Linked DNA regions of Cyclopterus lumpus: region 1 is linked to region 2. A link is a contact called in public Hi-C data. All regions are on one chromosome and are shown on one strand. Each heading gives the region's core, a stretch centred on a gene start, on an enhancer-like site or on the middle of the called end of the contact. The rest is flanking DNA. Distances are from core to core; before and after follow the strand shown. Region 1 holds the start of lamtor3 (ragulator complex protein LAMTOR3). Region 2 holds the start of osr1 (protein odd-skipped-related 1).

Region 1 (4,427 bases), core at 1,805-4,304, 150 kb before region 2:
CAAACCCAGTGAGGCCTTCAGGTTAACTAGGCTCCTTGATTGTGTCAATGCTATTACGAACTGTACAGCAGTAAATAGTTTACAACTGAATGCTAATAAGACTGAGGTTCTGGTTATTGCATCTGATGATGCTGTCCCTACGGTCAAGCAGAGCATTGGTTCACTCTCCTCTGATGTCCACCTCGACCTGTGTAATCTCAGGGTAATATTTGACCAATCCTTGTCGTTTGACCCCCATGTTAAGCAGCTGTCCAGATCTTGTTTCTTCCACCAAAGAAACATTGGCAAGCCGAGATCTGTATTATCAACAGCTGAATTAGATGATCATACATGCTGTTATCTCTTCTCGTATTGACTATTGTAATGCACTTTTCTCCTCGCTCTAACTCTGCGATTAACCGGTTGCAGGTAATCCAGATTTTCTGCTGCTACCAGATTACTGACATGGACAAATAGACAGTCTCGCATCACCCCTATACTCAGATCTCTTCACACAGAGAAGGTCTCACAGCAGTGCAATGAACATGACGTTATTATCAAGTAAGTCAATTATGTTAAAATAGCCATGTTAGAGTGGGAATGAGACAGTTATAAGTTGTTCAGGAGATTCTTCTCCAGTCAGATCATTCCATCAAAGTCCGCCAAAATCATCTTAACTCAGATGCAGAAAAATGAGTTCCCCTTATTATCAGGCTGCTCTAATAAGTCTCTTAAATCCCTCCAGTTAATCCAGAATGCTGCAGCTCATGTACTCAGAAAAACTAAGAAAAGAGATCACATAACTCCTGTATTAGCTGCTCTGCACAAAATCAAGAATCACATTTAAAATTCTTCTCCTCACCTACAAAGCATTGATTGGTGATGCACCATCATATCTTAAGCAGGTAGTACCATATTACCCCACTAGAGAGCGTATAGTACCATACTACCCACTAGAGAGCTTATGGTAGCATACGAGAGAGCTCATAGTACCATATTACCCCACTACCGAGTTTATAGTACCATATTACCCCACTAGAGAGCTTATAGTACCATACTACCCGACTAGAACTGTGACTCACAGGGTCGTACTTCAATCAGAGGATCGGCAATTCAATTCCCGGCTCCGCTAGCCCATGTCGATGTGTCCATGGGCAAGACACTTAACCCTACAATTGCTCCCGGAGCTGTGTCTACGGTGTGTGAATGTGTGTGAATGTTAGTTACTGCTGATGTGCAGGTGGAACATTAGCCCCTCCCATCAATGAATGAATGGGTGTGAATGATGTCATGTAGTGCTTTGAGTAGTCGGAAGACCTGAAAAGAGCTATAGAAGTACGGGTCAATTTACCATAGTACCCCACGAGAGAGCTTATAGTACCACATTAACCGACGAGAGAGCTTAAAGTACCATATTACCTCACTAGAAAGCTTATAGTACCATATTAACCCACTAGAGATCTTATAGTACCATATTGCCCCACTAGAGTTCATAGTACCATATTACCCCACTAGAAAGCTTATATAGATCCATATTACCCCAACAAATAGGTGCGCTCAATGAATGAAAGACTACGAATGTTGGCCCCTAGATATGCTGCTATAGGCCTAGACTGCTGGGGGACATCTTAGGATACACTGAGCTCCTCTCTCCTCTCCTCTTGTATGAATTCATGTCCCATCATTGCACATTACTAACTCTACTTCTTCCCAAGTTGTTGTGCTTTCTCGCCCCACAAGTTTACATGGATTGTCGTTTTATCTGGACCCTGCTCCTGCCCGACACATTCTGATACTATTATAATTAGTTGCATTTGTATTACTAATACCAATAATGCTTTTATTATCATCATGCTACTACATCCACTGCTGTTATTATTAGTAGTCATATGTTTTTGCTCTGCTTACTACTCTCATTATATGAAAAATGTATGTATGTATATATGTTTTATCACTCTAATGTTTTTTGGCGGGGAGTTTTTCCTGTTCTGATGAGGATGTCGTAGCCCTAACCCTCTGAGGCAAATTTGGGATTTTGGGTTATACAAAATGAATTGAATTGGTGGAAAATGGAGAGAAAAGGATACAGTATTTTGTCCAACATACAAGATGAGGAACGAAGGCTTCAGAAAAAAGCTTTCTTACCTTTGATAACTGGGACACCGTCCCTGTCTGTCACTACGATAGCATGAAGACCTTCAACACTAAAGGATAACACACAGTACGTTTTACAAAATAACTCACACAACATATTCTGTCAACTGTGAAGCTATTATTACAACATTATAATTAATCATACACACCTTTGCAGCTGTTTGTACAGATATCTCTTCAAATCCTGCAAAGATAAACAACTATTATATAAAAAAAGTTACAAAGGGTTCTACATGAGCGGCAGTCACCACCTGACTGACAAGCTAACGGTAGTGTTCTGTGTGTGAACCGAATGTTCAGAGCAGTTCATATGTCCGGATACCGTGTGGAGGACGTGAACGCAGCACAGAAAGCCAACAAGCTAACGCCATGTTGCACAAACTGTCCAAGTTTACATTCATACATGTCGCTTTTGACCTCGAGCTGCATGTTACATGCTCCTTTTTATTTAGCTTCAACGTTAAATAACGTGTGTTTTATCTGCGGGGACTCTTGACAGCCGGGCTATACTCACATCAGCCATGTTAGCCGATGTATGGTCGTGGTATCCAGGCCGCTCTGCGGGGAGAAATCTGCGTTAGCATAGTTTTACGTTATCACACGAGGGGTCCCTGAAGTGGATTAAAGCATGCTAACTAACCAGCACGATAACTGGGGATATGTTGCCGTCGGGTCTCTTACTTTAATAGAACAAGCTGAACTACTAGTTAACTGCTTATGTTAACCTAACGTATACATGTATAAAACAAGATCATTAATAAAAACATGAAATGGGTTAACATACCTTCTTTGAATACTGTTGAATATACTTTATATCCAGCTAATAGCTAGCTGTGTTACACACAAGAGGCAAAAACGGGCACGAGCAGAAAATCACATGACAGACTTGTTTTGTTTCCGGCTCCTGGAGAAGTGTTGAAGTAAGTCAATACTGCGCAACATTGCTGCAACGCATCGATCTGGCGCAGGGTTAAACGCATAGAAGGAGGTCGGTCCGTGTACGTTTTATTCGTTTGTTTTTTATGATTCATTCGAAAATACGGAAATACCGTGGTTTCTTCATAAATAAACCTGGATATGTTAGCAACAGTAGTGACTACAGGCAGTTTAATATTCATGTACACAGCAATAATCAACTTTTCAATTAATCGTTGTGTTTTTTAATGCAACACAGTTCCTAATATAGTTTAATCAAACTAATGTGTGTGTGTAGAGTTGTTGCTGTTAGCATCATATTTATATGTCCACCTCATTGTGATGTTTCTGAGTGAACACAATAGAGCCTGTATGAGACGCAGAGTAAAGGGTTTACCTTTCTACAACTAGATGGCAGTATACGTGTATGTAAACCATACATTTAGTTAAATTTACCAGTGTCTTTGTTAATTAACTAGGTTATTTATAGATGTATTTAATGCCGTTTATTTCCTCTGATATTTTATGTTCATGGTTAATTTTCTGCATAGTTATATACATCATGTATTTACTTGTTATATTTGTGTCATTTTAGAACCAAAAATCCCTACATGGAAGAGTGAGCATGTGTTGATCACAAGGCAATAAATATTGACAATTGAAAAATAAAGAGACAGTTGGTTTATTCTTATCAAGCAGCCTTCAGTGGACCGCTCTTCAGTTACCACACAGTCAGAGCACCACCTGTGCTTCACCTTTGACCTTCATTGCTACATCATCACTGTTACTGTCATCATCATCACCATCTAACCTGTTCTGTTCTGACTCTGCTGCCAGTGTCTTAGCCCCTCTGACTAAATCACATCATCCTAATATAGGACTTTGGTCTCGAGAAGGATTTAGCTCTGTGTTGTGTGTGAACACTGTTTGAGGAGTTGACTATATGAGTTATTGTATCAGACTGAAACATGGAGAGCACAACTACTCACATTTCTAAGATGCATCACATAGTTTATAGTAGTCAAATGATTGTTAGGCGTTGTTGCTTGTTTTTAGCTGTGTGTCTATATCTCTGCATGTACAGAATACAAGTCATATTCATTGTATTCACACACTTAAAGCTGATTCTGATTATATAAATAACAATATATTAATTTAGGTAGTTTGCTTTTCCTGTAAAACTGAGCAACAGAGCCATTGGGTTCCCCAGGTTACATGTCGGTCACTAACACATTTACATCAGCAGCTCATGACCTTTAGCTCAGCGCAGTAGCTCATGACCTTCCTTAGCTCAGAGCAGTATATTACGAACAAAGTGCAATGCAGATATAGTGTGCCGTGGTTATGTATAATATATATATAAACAGTATGTATGTACA
Region 2 (4,861 bases), core at 474-2,973:
TAAACAGAGTGGGTGTTTTAGGAGCAGATTCCAGTCATTTGTTGGGCAATACATGGACTTTTGACTAAATTTGCGTCACAGCCTCATCACTTCATTATGCAGTAAGTTCACTAAACGATCCCTACATGACGTTGATAAGAACAGAGGCTCACAGGCTCTCTTGAGATGTGACATATCTCTAGGCTGCCTCCCAAGGTAAAAAAATCAACTTATTCATTTTCTTTTATTCTAAAAACACAAGTAGATCTCTGGAACTACAGGAACAGGTTAAATGTTCTTTGATAATTTGATAAGTTCCTTAGCTGCCATGTTAAAAAATATAAATGCATAAACTGGAGTGTTCAATGAGCCACAGCAGTGGTGCAATGCTTTCGTACATTTAATAAAGAATCAATCTTTTTTTCCATGTTATGTTACTTTGTACTTCGCTACATTTTAGAGGAATATATTGTCATTTTTACTGCATTGTGTATCATTTAAAAGAGTGTGTAAACCTCTAATACATTCTTTCATTAAAGTGATCCGGTTAACATTAGCAAAAGTTCACTACGTCAACTACATCAACATGCTGCTTACACATTTAATACATTAGTCCGCTTTTAAAACTCTGAAAGGGGCATCAATGCTCAACGAGTACTTACACCAATACATGTGTAAAATGAGCTTTGAGTCGCATAAAAACATGAATAGTCTGATCCATGGGTGGCCCCTCGCCTGCCTCCACTAGGACCAGATCTCTAAAAGAAGGCACGTCACACCTGCCTCACCGACCCCTTATCTGATCCCGGTCCTCAGGACGGGAGTGCAGTGTTTCTAGAGCCTCTTTTCTTCAGTCTGTGCTGATTGTGAAGATGTGCGACTCATAGGGATCACAATTCAAACTACAGTTTTGTCAGTCAGAGGTCTGTTGAGGGATTTTATTATATTAAGCTCATAATCTGCTGTTGATTATCAAAGCTGGAGGCTATTTGGAAAGTAATAAATGTTTTACATTCAGACATTTAGACATTCCTCAGAATATGTACACACCAGTACATATTCTGAGGAAAAACTATTTATCTGTTATAAGTCAATCTATTTAAATACAGCTGTGACAACACATTAAAACAGTTTGTTTTTTAAGCACTACCGTCCCTTTAATCACTTTTGTTATCATTGATATGTAAAGAAAACCAGTGTGCTGATATTGATTATTACTTTAAAGAAGTGAATGACGGGCCTCCTACACCTGTTGCCCAACCCTCTCTGCGAATCTAAAACTCCTGCTCACTGTTGTTTACGTCTAAAGTATAGAGACATAAATATGAAAGTGTGGACACCATTTTTAAATTAATAAAACTCAGGCAAACTGATATGTGATGGGTTTTGTAAAAAGAAAGGGAAGACTTACCAATAATAGCTCTTCTTTAAATTCTCCCTCTACACTCGGAGGTCCTGCCGGAGCTTCAGGTCGTGGAAGCCGCGGAGCTTTACGGTGAATGAGCCGGACGGAGCGGCAGCATGTTCCTCCGCGATGTGAAGCTCAGAGAGGAGGCTGAGCTGAGCGGGCACGGCGGGTGCGGGTGCAGTGTGGTGTCGGGACGCGTCTCCGCTCCGCTGTTCCTCGCTCTCGACTGCCGCTGCCTCTTTATCTCATCCTACTGGCGCGTCACTCCGCCAGCCCACAGAGGAGCATCGCTGCTGCTCCGTGAGCGCGAGGTGTCAAGTGGTCCTGTGACATGTCAGTCTATGCGCGCACACTGAACGGGACCGATGAAGCGGTGCGCGCGCACTCCTTATGATCCAATAAAGTTTGATACAACAATAGAAATACGAGTTTACAATTTCTAAGCTTTAGCTGTTAAGAAAAGCATTTATTGAAAAGCGGCCAGTGAGCGTCCTTTCTGCCTTTGTGGTGTGAGCAATAGTGCTTAACTGGCTTCATGTTTGATATTTAATAATCGTTGAAAAGATCATATCTGTCCGGCCATCGGCCAGGGCTCCCTGTGCATACGGCCTTTATGTTTACGGATCAAACAATCAAATATAATCTTCGTAAAACTAAACCAATTTGTAGTTGAACACATTCACCATAGGGCTAACGCATGTATTTTTAATTATAACAACAATTATAATAATGTTATTCAGATTGTCAGTGTTTTGATGCAAAAAAAGTTAGCATTTATCATAGTTATCATTTGGCGTCCGAATTGATTTACTTTTGTGGATGTGAATTATGACAAGCTCATCATTCAAAAATCTGAGAAAAAAAACAAAATACTACAAAATACTTTAAAATAGTAATAATACCCTGGTAGATCTCGACCGCCAGGATAGCGACCACTGCATTTCCATATAATGGACAGTGTGTTGTCTTATCAGTATGTACACTTGTAAAGCCCTCTGAGGCAAATTTGTAATTTGTGATATTGGGCTATACAAAATAAACTGAATTGAATTGAATTGAATTACACTAGGGAAGTCTGGATACTATAAGCTTTGCAGGATAATATTGAAGTTCATGGTGTTCCGCAGAAACCGAGGATGAAGGCCATGTTTTAGTGAACAAAATCTGCCACGTTCTTGAAACCCTCAACTTCATCCTTCCGGACATTTGACTAATTTTCTGAGGTTCCGATTCTAAACGTTGAAGCTTTTTCTTTAAATGTGGTCTTGATTGGAATCCAAAGCAAAAATGTGAGTGAAAAGGGGATGAAGTAAACTAATTCTGCATCACATGACTTGAAACTGGCATGAGGTGGATTGTGTTGGCTTAGTGTGCCCTACTCAAACATTGTGAGACGTTTGACAAGACATCACAGTTTGTGTGCAACCATAGCGCTCTTATCGGGGACGGTGGACCAGAAGCCCAGAAGCCTCCATCTACGAGCAATAAAATGGCCAGACATCATTTACATTGTGTGAAGCAGTCAATGTGAAGAATGGCTCTGGTGGAAGTGCCCACTTTGAGATGGGCTACTTCTCTGTAAACATGCACATACACACAGAGCAGCACATGCAGTCTCAGTTAATCACTTTCCGGATGACAGTTCAGATGTAGTAAAAACAGCAGCCAAAGGAAACTATTATACATCAAACCTCAGCTACTATGGTACAGGTTTGTTTTTTGAAAAAAAAATTATTTCAAAGAATGCAATTTGGGCTCAGGCCTATTATTTCATGGATATAAAATAAATACCACGGTCTTTTAAAAGTTTCAAAGTGAGTTTCAAAGTTCAGCTCAAGGTCCTCTTACTAGTTTTTGCAGAAGCTTTGAACCACATTTTAATGAAGAAGTTCTATACTTCGGTCACAAGATAACAACTGAAGAATCTACATGAAAACTTTGAAAACTCGATTTGCCGATGAAAACTGAGTTTTATTTTCTGTTTACTGTTGGCACATGATATTTCTTCTGCAATTGTCTTGCGTCTTTGTGCAAGAAAAACAATGACAACTATGACAATTTTAAATCAGGATGAATCAGTTTCGCTTAATTTATTTACAGCGATCAGTAGCTTTTGATTTAAAGTTCAGTTGCTCCCCCTGGCGGCCAGAGAGAAGCATTGACATTTTAATTTCTAAACAAAGAATACGATTGAATTCATAATTATAATATTGAATGCAAATTTGTTGCTGTTGATATTTCTGTTAATTTGTAAACTACTAATACAATACAATATACTCTGGTAACACACATTCATTATATAACCTAGAATTGACACCTTTTGTAATAGTTGACATAAAAAAATAATGTTATGCTTCAAGGACCAAAGAAATAAGTTGAGCAACATGGAGTCTGGAATAACGCCCTCCCAAGAACAACATTATAGATTCATAGAACCCACACTAATTCCCTACATTTAGAAAGGATGTTTACAACAGCAAGTCATCTTAGTATGATTGAATGTCTAAACCTCATTTTCAGTTTGGAGCCTCGAGCTGATGCAGACCCCATCCAAAGACTGTGTCTCAGTGGTGAGCAGGGTTGTCCTTCAATGAAGAGGATCGGCGGTTTGATCCCCGGCTCCGCTAGCCCATGTCCATGTATCCTTGGACAAGACACTTAACACCAAAAATGTCTCCCATAGCTGTACTACGGTGTATGAATGTGTGTGAATGTTAGTGACTGCTGATGTGCAGGTGTAACCTTAGCTCCTCCCATCAGTGTGTGAATGTGTGTGAATGTTAGTTACTGCTGATGTGCAGGTGTAACCTTAGCTCCTCCCATCAGTGTGTGAATGTGTGTGAATGTCAGTCACTGCTGATGTGCAGGTGTAACCTTAGCTCCTCCCATCAGTGTGTGAATGTGTGTGAATGTTAGTTACTGCTGATGTGCAGGTGTAACCTTAGCTCCTCCCATCAGTGTGTGAATGTGTGTGAATGTCAGTCACTGCTGATGTGCAGGTGTAACCTTAGCTCCTCCCATCAGTGTGTGAATGTGTGTGAATGTTAGTTACTGCTGATGTGCAGGTGGAACCTTAGCTCCTCCCATCAGTGTGCGAATGCTGAATGATGTCATGTAGTGTTAAAGTGCTTTGAGTGGTCGGAAGACTAGAAAAGAGATGTACAAGTACAGGTCCATTTACCAGTTCCCATTTTGGTCCAGATTGAAATAGCTCAACATAGTTACCATAGCATTTTCTACAAATATATTTGGTCCTCAGAGATTGAAGGATTTAAAAATGACAGAGATGCAAAGATAGAGAAACTGATGAAACTTCTGTTTGTTAAGAAAGACATCCTGCCCCCAAAGTAACATCTCAAATTGCATCCTTTACTGGTTATGACTGGAAAACTGTATCACCGCTCAAAAGCTTGAAATGGGTTCCCTCGTATTCCTCCTCATTCCACCCTGTTTCCAACTCTTGTTGCATGGCTA

The links. A called contact is a pair of places that touch in the nucleus more often than the background predicts.
Region 1: a contact with region 2 is called in a Hi-C map of muscle, with 5 times the contacts expected there. The contact joins the promoter of lamtor3 here to the promoter of osr1 in region 2. A contact is called at or near these places in 2 of 2 Hi-C or Micro-C datasets (both in muscle).

Annotation. Positions count from the first base shown.
Region 1 is chr22:975,264-979,690 of fCycLum1.pri, reverse strand. It overlaps lamtor3 (ragulator complex protein LAMTOR3), which reads right to left and starts at 3,054. Exons shown (of 7, transcript XM_034563687.1): 1 at 2,918-3,054; 2 at 2,648-2,691; 3 at 2,283-2,317; 4 at 2,125-2,183. The coding sequence starts at 2,656.
Region 2 is chr22:820,190-825,050 of fCycLum1.pri, reverse strand. It overlaps osr1 (protein odd-skipped-related 1), which reads right to left and starts at 1,723. Exons shown (of 3, transcript XM_034525124.1): 1 at 1,391-1,723.